2 separate regions of the Macaca mulatta genome follow, and region 2 is linked to region 1. A link is a contact called in public Hi-C data. All regions are on one chromosome and are shown on one strand. The core of a region is the stretch at or near the end of the contact, and the rest is flanking DNA. Distances in the headings are between cores, read along the strand shown. Region 1 holds the start of PPP2R5E (protein phosphatase 2 regulatory subunit B'epsilon). Region 2 holds the start of WDR89 (WD repeat domain 89).

Evidence for each region. Hi-C and Micro-C count contacts between places; a contact is called where the count stands out from the background.
Region 2: a contact with region 1 is called in a Hi-C map of fetal cortical plate, with 3 times the contacts expected there. The contact joins the promoter of WDR89 here to the promoter of PPP2R5E in region 1. A contact is called at or near these places in 2 of 14 Hi-C or Micro-C datasets (fetal cortex germinal zone and fetal cortical plate).

Annotation. Positions count from the first base shown.
Region 1 is chr7:136,633,075-136,636,989 of T2T-MMU8v2.0, reverse strand. PPP2R5E (protein phosphatase 2 regulatory subunit B'epsilon) reads left to right here and starts at 1,895. Exons shown (of 14, transcript NM_001266743.2): 1 at 1,895-1,949. LOC114679579 (a long non-coding RNA gene) reads right to left here and starts at 1,921. Exons shown (of 1, transcript XR_013396306.1): 1 at 341-1,921.
Region 2 is chr7:136,737,458-136,741,596 of T2T-MMU8v2.0, reverse strand. It overlaps WDR89 (WD repeat domain 89), which reads left to right and starts at 1,557. Exons shown (of 6, transcript XR_013396312.1): 1 at 1,557-1,629. It overlaps LOC144330280 (a long non-coding RNA gene), which reads right to left. Exons shown (of 2, transcript XR_013396313.1): 2 at 1,606-2,535.

The DNA.
Region 1 (3,915 bases), core at 646-3,145:
GCAAAGAAAATTTCAAAACTCTAGTGTTTAACAACACAAACAGGAGAAATGCAAATGCATTTTTCGTTGTCACTTGTACATATGGTACATATAGTTTTATTTATATATAGCTCTATTCCCTAAACGTATCGAAAAGATGATATAATGCTGAGGGAAAAAACTAGGCTACAGATCGACACACATTATTAATATAAAAACTACTAGAAGGAAGTATGCAAATACTGTAGTTGGTTATCTCTGAGTTGAGAAAATATGAATGTTAAATTTTTTTGTTCCTCCCCTCCCCATTTTCTAAGTTTTGAACAATTGGTACTCTGACGTTTGTAGCTAGCATTAATAATTTTTCTTTTTTCCTCTCAAAAAATGTATGTAGGATGCATTCAAATAACATTAATCCAGGAATATTATCTGGAAATGTACCATTTGGCCGTTTGCATTCACCAAGCATAAAAACACATCTCCAAATATCTCAGCACTTGTTCTAGATAGATTTAAGTAGTCTTCTCCATTAACTCTTTCGGGTCCAACTTGCCAATTAAAATCTTGAAACTCCTAGTTTGGAGCTGGGTCTTTCCGAGCTCTGAGCACTCGGCTGACGGGGGCGGGGGGGAGGCGGATATTCTGAATGAATAGATAAATAGACTGCAAACTGTGGCGACAGCGTTTTCCCCACCTGCATTAACTAAACCAGCGCTGGCCTCAACGCTCCAGGGGGCTGATATTCAAAACAGACGTTTAAGGAAAAGGAGACGAGGTGAGAGAGAATTCGAAGGTTCAGCGGAGAGCGACTGCTGGGGGTTTCAAGGGACCCATTTACACAACCAGTGGCGCACCGGCGCGGGCCGGAGATCTTATTCCTGTCTACGCATCGCAGGGTCCCGTCCAGAGTGGGACTCCCCAAGCCCTGAGGGGCCACACTAGCTGCAGGGCGGGATCAAGTCTCCAGGGCTCCCCCACTCTTAGCCGACCCATGCCCTTGGAACCCTCTGGTCCAAGATGACCGCCGCCAAAGGCTCCGCAAAGCACGGAAAGCCAGCCAGCTGATCTGCTAGTCTTACACCTCCCGGAATTTAACAGCTCCTCTCAGGCCCAGCGGCTTCCCACTTCAGCCTGCCCCACCGCCGGGGCAGCTGCACCGCCAGAGATCGCGGCTGCATCCGGGTCCCTCACGCTTCGGCCCAATCCTCGACCTCCTCTCTTCCCACTCTCCTGTTTCTCCGCCCTCCTGCCGCCAATCCCTGATCAGGTCTCAACCGAACATGCTGTCAGGGGAGTGAAGGCGGATACTGGCCAATGAGGCCTCGCTTCCCGTTTGAAGTCTCCAGTGGGCGGGCGCCGGAGGCGGGCGCTGCTGGCCAGAAGGTTCGGTTGCGCGTGTGCCATGGACTCAGCCGCCCGGTGATATTGACAATAGGAGAGAGAAAGGGGCATTGACGGGGACCCACCGCGGGTAGCGAAAGGTGGCTCTGGCAGCGGCGGCTCCAGCTCCTGCGGCTCCTCCTCCTTCTCCTGTCCCCTTCTCTTGCTGCCGCTGCAGATCCAGTCTTCCTCCCTCCCTTCCCCCCCTCCCCACGTCGTCGCCGCCGCCGCCGGGTCCGGGGCAACGAGCTGAGGCGCCGCCCGCCAGGAATGTGAGCGAGGAGCCACCGGCGGAGCCGCAACGGGGTCGGTGCCGATTTGATGGGACGGGCCCGCGGGGGAGGATCGTGAGGCCGCCGCCGCCACCGGAACGCTGAGGTTCGGGTCCGGCCGTGAGGCCTAGAGGCTCCGCCGCCGCGGAACCGGAGGGACCCTGCACCGGACAGCCGTCGCCCCGGGCTCCCTGCAGCTGCCCGGACCTCCCCCTGCACGTCCCGGTCCCGCCGCCCGCCCCCGCTGCGGCCCCCTCGCCCGTCTCCCGCCCCTCCAAGCCACAGATCATCTTCGGATTCTTCCCCAGAAGCTTCAAGGTAACTTCGTTCCTCCAGCACCGCGGCTCGCCCGCTTCTCTTCTTCCTCCCGGTCCTCCTGGGGGACCTATGGGGCACCGGCCTTGGGAAGGCCTGGCCGGGCAGGCGAGGGGTGCGGTGAGGTGGGGTGCAGGAGCGGGAGCGCCCGTCCCACTTGTCTGATTTACCTACAAATGCTTCTGATGATGCCTCACATTCACTCTGCCCCCTCCCCCCTTTTTCTCCACCTTCTGGGATTGGAGGCGTTTTCTTGCTCCCCTTTATGAGGAGGATTCTCTAGCAGCTTATCTTCTCCAGGGCTTGGGGTGTGGGTTAGGAGCAAAGGGTGTATATAAGCATCCCCACAGACAAACCCCTTCCTTGTCTTTCCCTACTTCCCCTTACCACCTTTGGATTATCCTGAGCCGTGGAAATGCCCTGTGCCTGATGATTAGAGGATGATAAAGCTTCGGGCGCCCTGGCCCAGAGCGAAACCTGTTTCCCTGGGCTTTGCACGGACCCGCTGTTACCTTACGTTCAGTTTTGCAATGCTTCAGGGTTGCGATCCCTGATACTTATTCTGGGCCTCGGGCATAAGGGGTAAATGATTTTTTAAAAAGCTACCTATATATCATCTGTAGGGATGAGAGATGAGAGATAAAAAGAGACAAAAAGAACGATGGAGGAAGAGGATTTACTGAAATTTTGTAGTGTTAAGAGTTAGAATGAAGTCTAAATAATTCACATACCCGATTGGAAAATCGGCCCCTAAATTTACAACGTACAAATAAGATGTGGAGCTTTTGGCTGATGCAGTCATTTTGATATTTTAAAGTGATCTTAACATCTGTAGTCATTCATAGTTTGTGATTCTGTTTTGTATCCATCACATTATATTAAGGCTAAATTAGGTGGATTTTTAAAAACTTTTTTTTTTTAAGAAAACCAAAGAAGACTTCCAAATTCCAAACGTCAACATCATATGTGTGTATGTGTTTTTAAATATTTTTGGTTATTTTTTCATTGTCAAAATCCACGTAATCCAGGTAACTTTTTGTTCTCACGTGTTCAGGAAGAAATTCCCTTACTCTTTTATTTAGAAGTTAAAAACCACTTGTCTTGTGTATTGGAATGACAGGTGAGTAATTGCATTTCAGCATTTCCCCCATATGCATTATTTCTATCCGAGTCTGCCGTTAGTCTTGCATGGAACCTCAGTGCCATGGAAATGATGGCATCTGTTTAAATTGGTGAATGAAATTAAGCTTAACGCTTGTTACTTTAAGGAAATAGCCTTCATTTTAATAACTCAAGAGGGTTAAACAATGCAAAAGTGCGGTTCGGTTCCATAAGTTTGATGGAATGAAAATTGGTATTTGATGATGAACTAAACTTCAAGGTCTAAACCTCAAGGGAACTCAACTTGGTTGTTTCAGTAGGCTGTGAATTTATGTTTTTAGTTCAACTTTGGTGCTTGATTTCCTCATAGTTTTTATTAAGCTTTAATAACGTAAGGTGGCTTTATTCAAAAAGAAGACTTCTTTGAAATATTTTAATTATACCTTTTATGTGTTTTGTTTAAAGTAATGTAGCCTGTCCTCATTTGCAGTGTGGTATAGTTTATCACAGCTTACATAGCACATCCCATTAAAAGTTATGCCTAGATAGTTTCAGTAGTAGTAAATTTCACCTTGCTCTGATACATTGGTATAGATTCTTGAAGTACACTAAGGGTTTTAACTCCAGAACCCATTCATAATATTAAATATCTTGGGAAAATGTATCGATGGAAGTTTTCCAGCTACAGAATAGCTCCAAAAATTACTTGAAGATGTGAAGAGCTTTGCAGTTAGAAAATGGGCAGGCAGCATAGAGTTCTTTAAGCCTCAATGAATATCTTTAATGCTTATAATGGAGTGGCACAATACATTAGAGTTCTGATATTATTTCCATGATACTTATATTATTTTCACCAAATTTTCATGTT
Region 2 (4,139 bases), core at 308-2,807, 100 kb before region 1:
CGTTCGAACTCAGGAGTTCGAGACCAGCCTGGGCAACATAGCAAATCTCTGTCTACACAAAAAATACGGCCGGGCGCAGTGGCTCACGCCTGTAATCCCAACACTTTGGGAGGCCGAGGCAGGTGAATCACAAGCTCAGGAGTTCGAGACCATCCTGGCTAACACGGTGAAACCCCGTCTCTACTTTAAGTTTGTGTTACATGTAAAGTAGGAAAAAAATACTAAAACTTTTCGAAAGCGAAAAGTCTACTCAGGAAGTTTTTTGTATTTATTAATGGTTTTACTTTTGCTAGACACAAACATGAAATACTGCTAAATTAGCTCACAGAAGAGTTCAGGATTCTATAGAGTCAGAAAAAGCCTGCCCTAAACTGTTTTAATAAAGGCTGAAAATAGACATTATAATACAATCTTTAATAACATACAATGTGTATTCCTCCTGATGGTGGTCATTTTAAGCATAGCCCTATTTTCCTGTGAAGACAGCAGCCAGTTCTGCTTCATGTCATATCAACACTTGACTCGTGTAAGCAGCTGCTACCCATGCCATCGCAGTACACATAATCCCTAAATGTAGGGTTCAAATAATCGTAAATGGACACTAATATGAAAATCTGACTGTTTTGTTGTAACAGCAAAAGTTTTAGAAATAAATAATTTTAGTATCTACTTAGTAATCAGGAACATACAGCATAGAGCCAGGCATAGCAGTAAATTGTTGGAAACACTAACATTTATTGTTTACGAACATACATGCAGTGTTTACACACTTCTTAAATGTTGTCTTTAATGCTGCTGATAAACCAAAGGATAAAAAGTCCAACGGAACACAACAAAACCACAACAAATGTCAACGGGTGTTATTAACAATATGGAAGAACTCTAGTAACAACCACATTTAAAGCGACAGGACGCGAAAGTTCCGGACTACAAATCCCAGAGTTCCCTAGAGTCGAGGCGGAGCTACCTTCAAACTGATAGCTTTTTCACCCAATGAGAGCCAGAAAATTCCTAAACCACATTCAGCCCGGCCAGAAGGGCTGGTTTCTTGGCGTGCGAACACTAAGGTAGTCTAACATTACGTAGACTTTCTGAACATGAGTGGCAGTTTCAGGGCCTAAGTCTAACTACTAAATTATTTCTCCCCGCATTAGTCTCCTAGTGACATTAATAACTCTCTACCCAACTCTAGCTCGGTGGAAACTCGAACGTCTAAATGCTAAAACTGACGTACATCAGTACCAGCGGATAAATGTAGTCGACCAGGGGAAAGGCGGAAACCGCCTTATTCTTGCCCTTTATTGGCCACGCATCCCACCAATGGGGCCATTACACTTCCGCTAACGAAATGTATGGCGTGGTGGTGTGAGAGTTGTACGTACGCTGGGTCTACGAAGGGGCAGCTGTTCTGCTCTCATCCAATCGGAAGCTAGCAAGAATTCCCCGGGCCTCTATGCCCCACAGCTTTCGCGTCGCGTTACGGCCCGCCTCTCTGCAGCCGACCAATCCTCTTGATTTTCTTGTGCGCATTACCCAATCAGAGAGGTCGAGGCGGGGTTCCAGTGGACCGCTCTAAGCCGCCGCGCAGCCTGCGTTTTCTCCGGTACAGGTTGAGGGCTGGCACCTGAGGTACATTTTGCTGGGCCAGGCTGGGCTGGGTCCCCGGGATGGGCAGCCCTCTCGACGAGCGGCGATGCCGTGGTTGAGTCTAGAAAGCTAAAGTCGCTGGACATCTATCGCAGGAGCTAGGAGGGACGTGGGAGGTCTGGTCGGAATGTGCACGTGTTGGAGGTCTCGCCTCGCAGTGGGAGTCACCGGGTCAAACCTGCTGGCCCTGGCCAAAGAACCTTCTGCGGGTGAGGCTGCTGTTGCCGTTGCGGTTCCCAGCACTTCCTCTGGGGCATTTTTCAGTAAAAGCCAAACGCCCTTGTTCATTTTCAGGGAAAGACGTGTTTCCTCCTGCTCTTCACTCTCCGCGGATACTCTCTCCACCACCTTCTGAGTTTAGTATAATCCTTTCGTAGGCCAGAAAGCAGATTTTCTCTTGGGAAGAGACGTCCCATAGTATGGGATTTGGTAGGATACCAGCAACTGGTTTATTATATTGTTTAAACCACATGGCTATCTAAAGAGGTAGGTACTGTGAGTGTTCTCATTTTCACGGGAAGAAGCAGTGTTAGACGTTACTCATTCTTGTGTTTTCTTTAGCTTGTCTCTGCCAAAATGCAGCCTTCAGCTTCCATGGATGTAAAATTAAAAGATGGTATAACTTGTAAAATGTTGCTCCTGTTTTTCTCTCTTTTCTTTTCTTTTTCGTGATGGAGTTTCACTCTGTCGCGCAGGCGGGAGTGCAGTGGGGCGATCTCGGCTCACTGCAACCTCCGCCTCCCGGGTTCAAGCGATTCTCCAGCCTCAGCATCCCGAGTAGCCGAGTTTATAGGCTTTTGGCACCACGACCGGCTAATTTTTGTGTTTTTAGTAGAGTCGGGGTTTCACCATTCTGGTCAGGCTCCTGACCTCAGGAGATTCACCCGCCTTTGTCTCCCAAAGTGCCGGGATTATAGGCGTGAGCCACCGTGCCCGGCCGTTTTCTTTAGTAATTTGAAATTACTTAAAAAGTCAATAAAAGCCTGGCCGAGTAAAACAATAGTGACTTTACTTTTTGAAATTGTTTAAAAAGTCACTAAAAGCTATGGCCGAGTAAAACAGTAGTAACTTGCAGTCAAGTACGGTTTAAGTGAGAAATCCTCTGAAACATTTATGGACCGCTTATCTTTTTGCTGAGTATTCAGGAAAGTATTCCCTGTAAATGCAGCTATGTTACGTATCTGGTTTGTATTCTTACCTTAGATTGCTGTAGCTATTGTAAAGCAAAAGTAAAATCAAGCCCATGTAAGTACTTTGTGGGTTCTTTTCTCTCACTTTGTATTATGATCCATGCAGGGTGTTTCTCCAGACGGGACTGCGGTGGCGCAGTCTTAGCTCACTGCAGCCTCGAACTTGTGGGCTCAAGTGATCCTCCTGCCTCAGCCTCCCAAGTGGCAGGGATTACACACGAGCCACTGTGCCAAACCCATGAAGTTTTTGAGTTGTGTTTTTGTACTGAAGTCATGACTACTTTTTCTGCGACTGACACTATGAACTACAAATACGACTGAAGATACTACTGCTTTTTTGCTTTTCCCCTATGTGTTTTAAAGAACTACATTTTCAGTGATTTCTGTGTATTTAAGATCTTTTCATTTACTCGGTAGAAAATACAGGAGAATTTTGATAAATCTGAACTGGAATGGTCTTTATGTTAATTCTGTTCAGTATTTTAGGGCAGATTATGTACAGATATTGCTAAACTGTCAGAAGGCTGTATTTAGTTCATATAGCTACTGTCACAAATTACAACAAATTTAGTGACTTCAAATGACACACATTTATTCTTTCTGCCTTTGTTTCTTTTTTTTTTCCCTTTGGTGAAAAGTACACAAGAAAGGGGAATGCAGATGTACTCAAGAGAGTCACCTCTTCCTTTTTTTTTTTTTTTTTTTGTAGAGATGAGGTCTCACTATGCTGCTTAGGCTGGTCTCAAACTCCTGGGCTCAAGCAGTCCTCCCACCTTGGCTTCCCAAAGTTCTGGCATTACTGGTATGAGCCACCATGCCCAGCCTCATTTATTCTCTTTTAGTTCTGGAGGTCAGAAGTATGAAATCAGGGCCGGGCGCGGTGGCTCAAGCCTGTAATCCCAGCACTTTGGGAGGCCGAGACGGGCGGATCACGAGGTCAGGAGATCGAGACCATCCTGGCTAACACGGTGAAACTCCGTCTCTACTAAAAAATACAAAAAACTAGCCGGGCGAAGTGGCGGGCGCCTGTGGTCCCAGCTACTCGGGAGGCTGAGGCAGGAGAATGGCGTGAATCCGGGAGGCGGAGCTTGCAGTGAGCTGAGATCCGGCCACCGCACTCCAGCCTGGGCGACAGAGCCAGACTCAGTCTCAAAAAAAAAAAAAAGAAGTATGAAATCAGTTTCACTGGGCTAAAGTCAAAGTGTTGCAGGCCCAATTCCTTCTGGAGGCTCTGAGAGGAAGATCCATTTCCTTACCTTTTTCAGCTTGTAGTGGCTGCCTGTCTTCCTTGGCTTGTGTCTC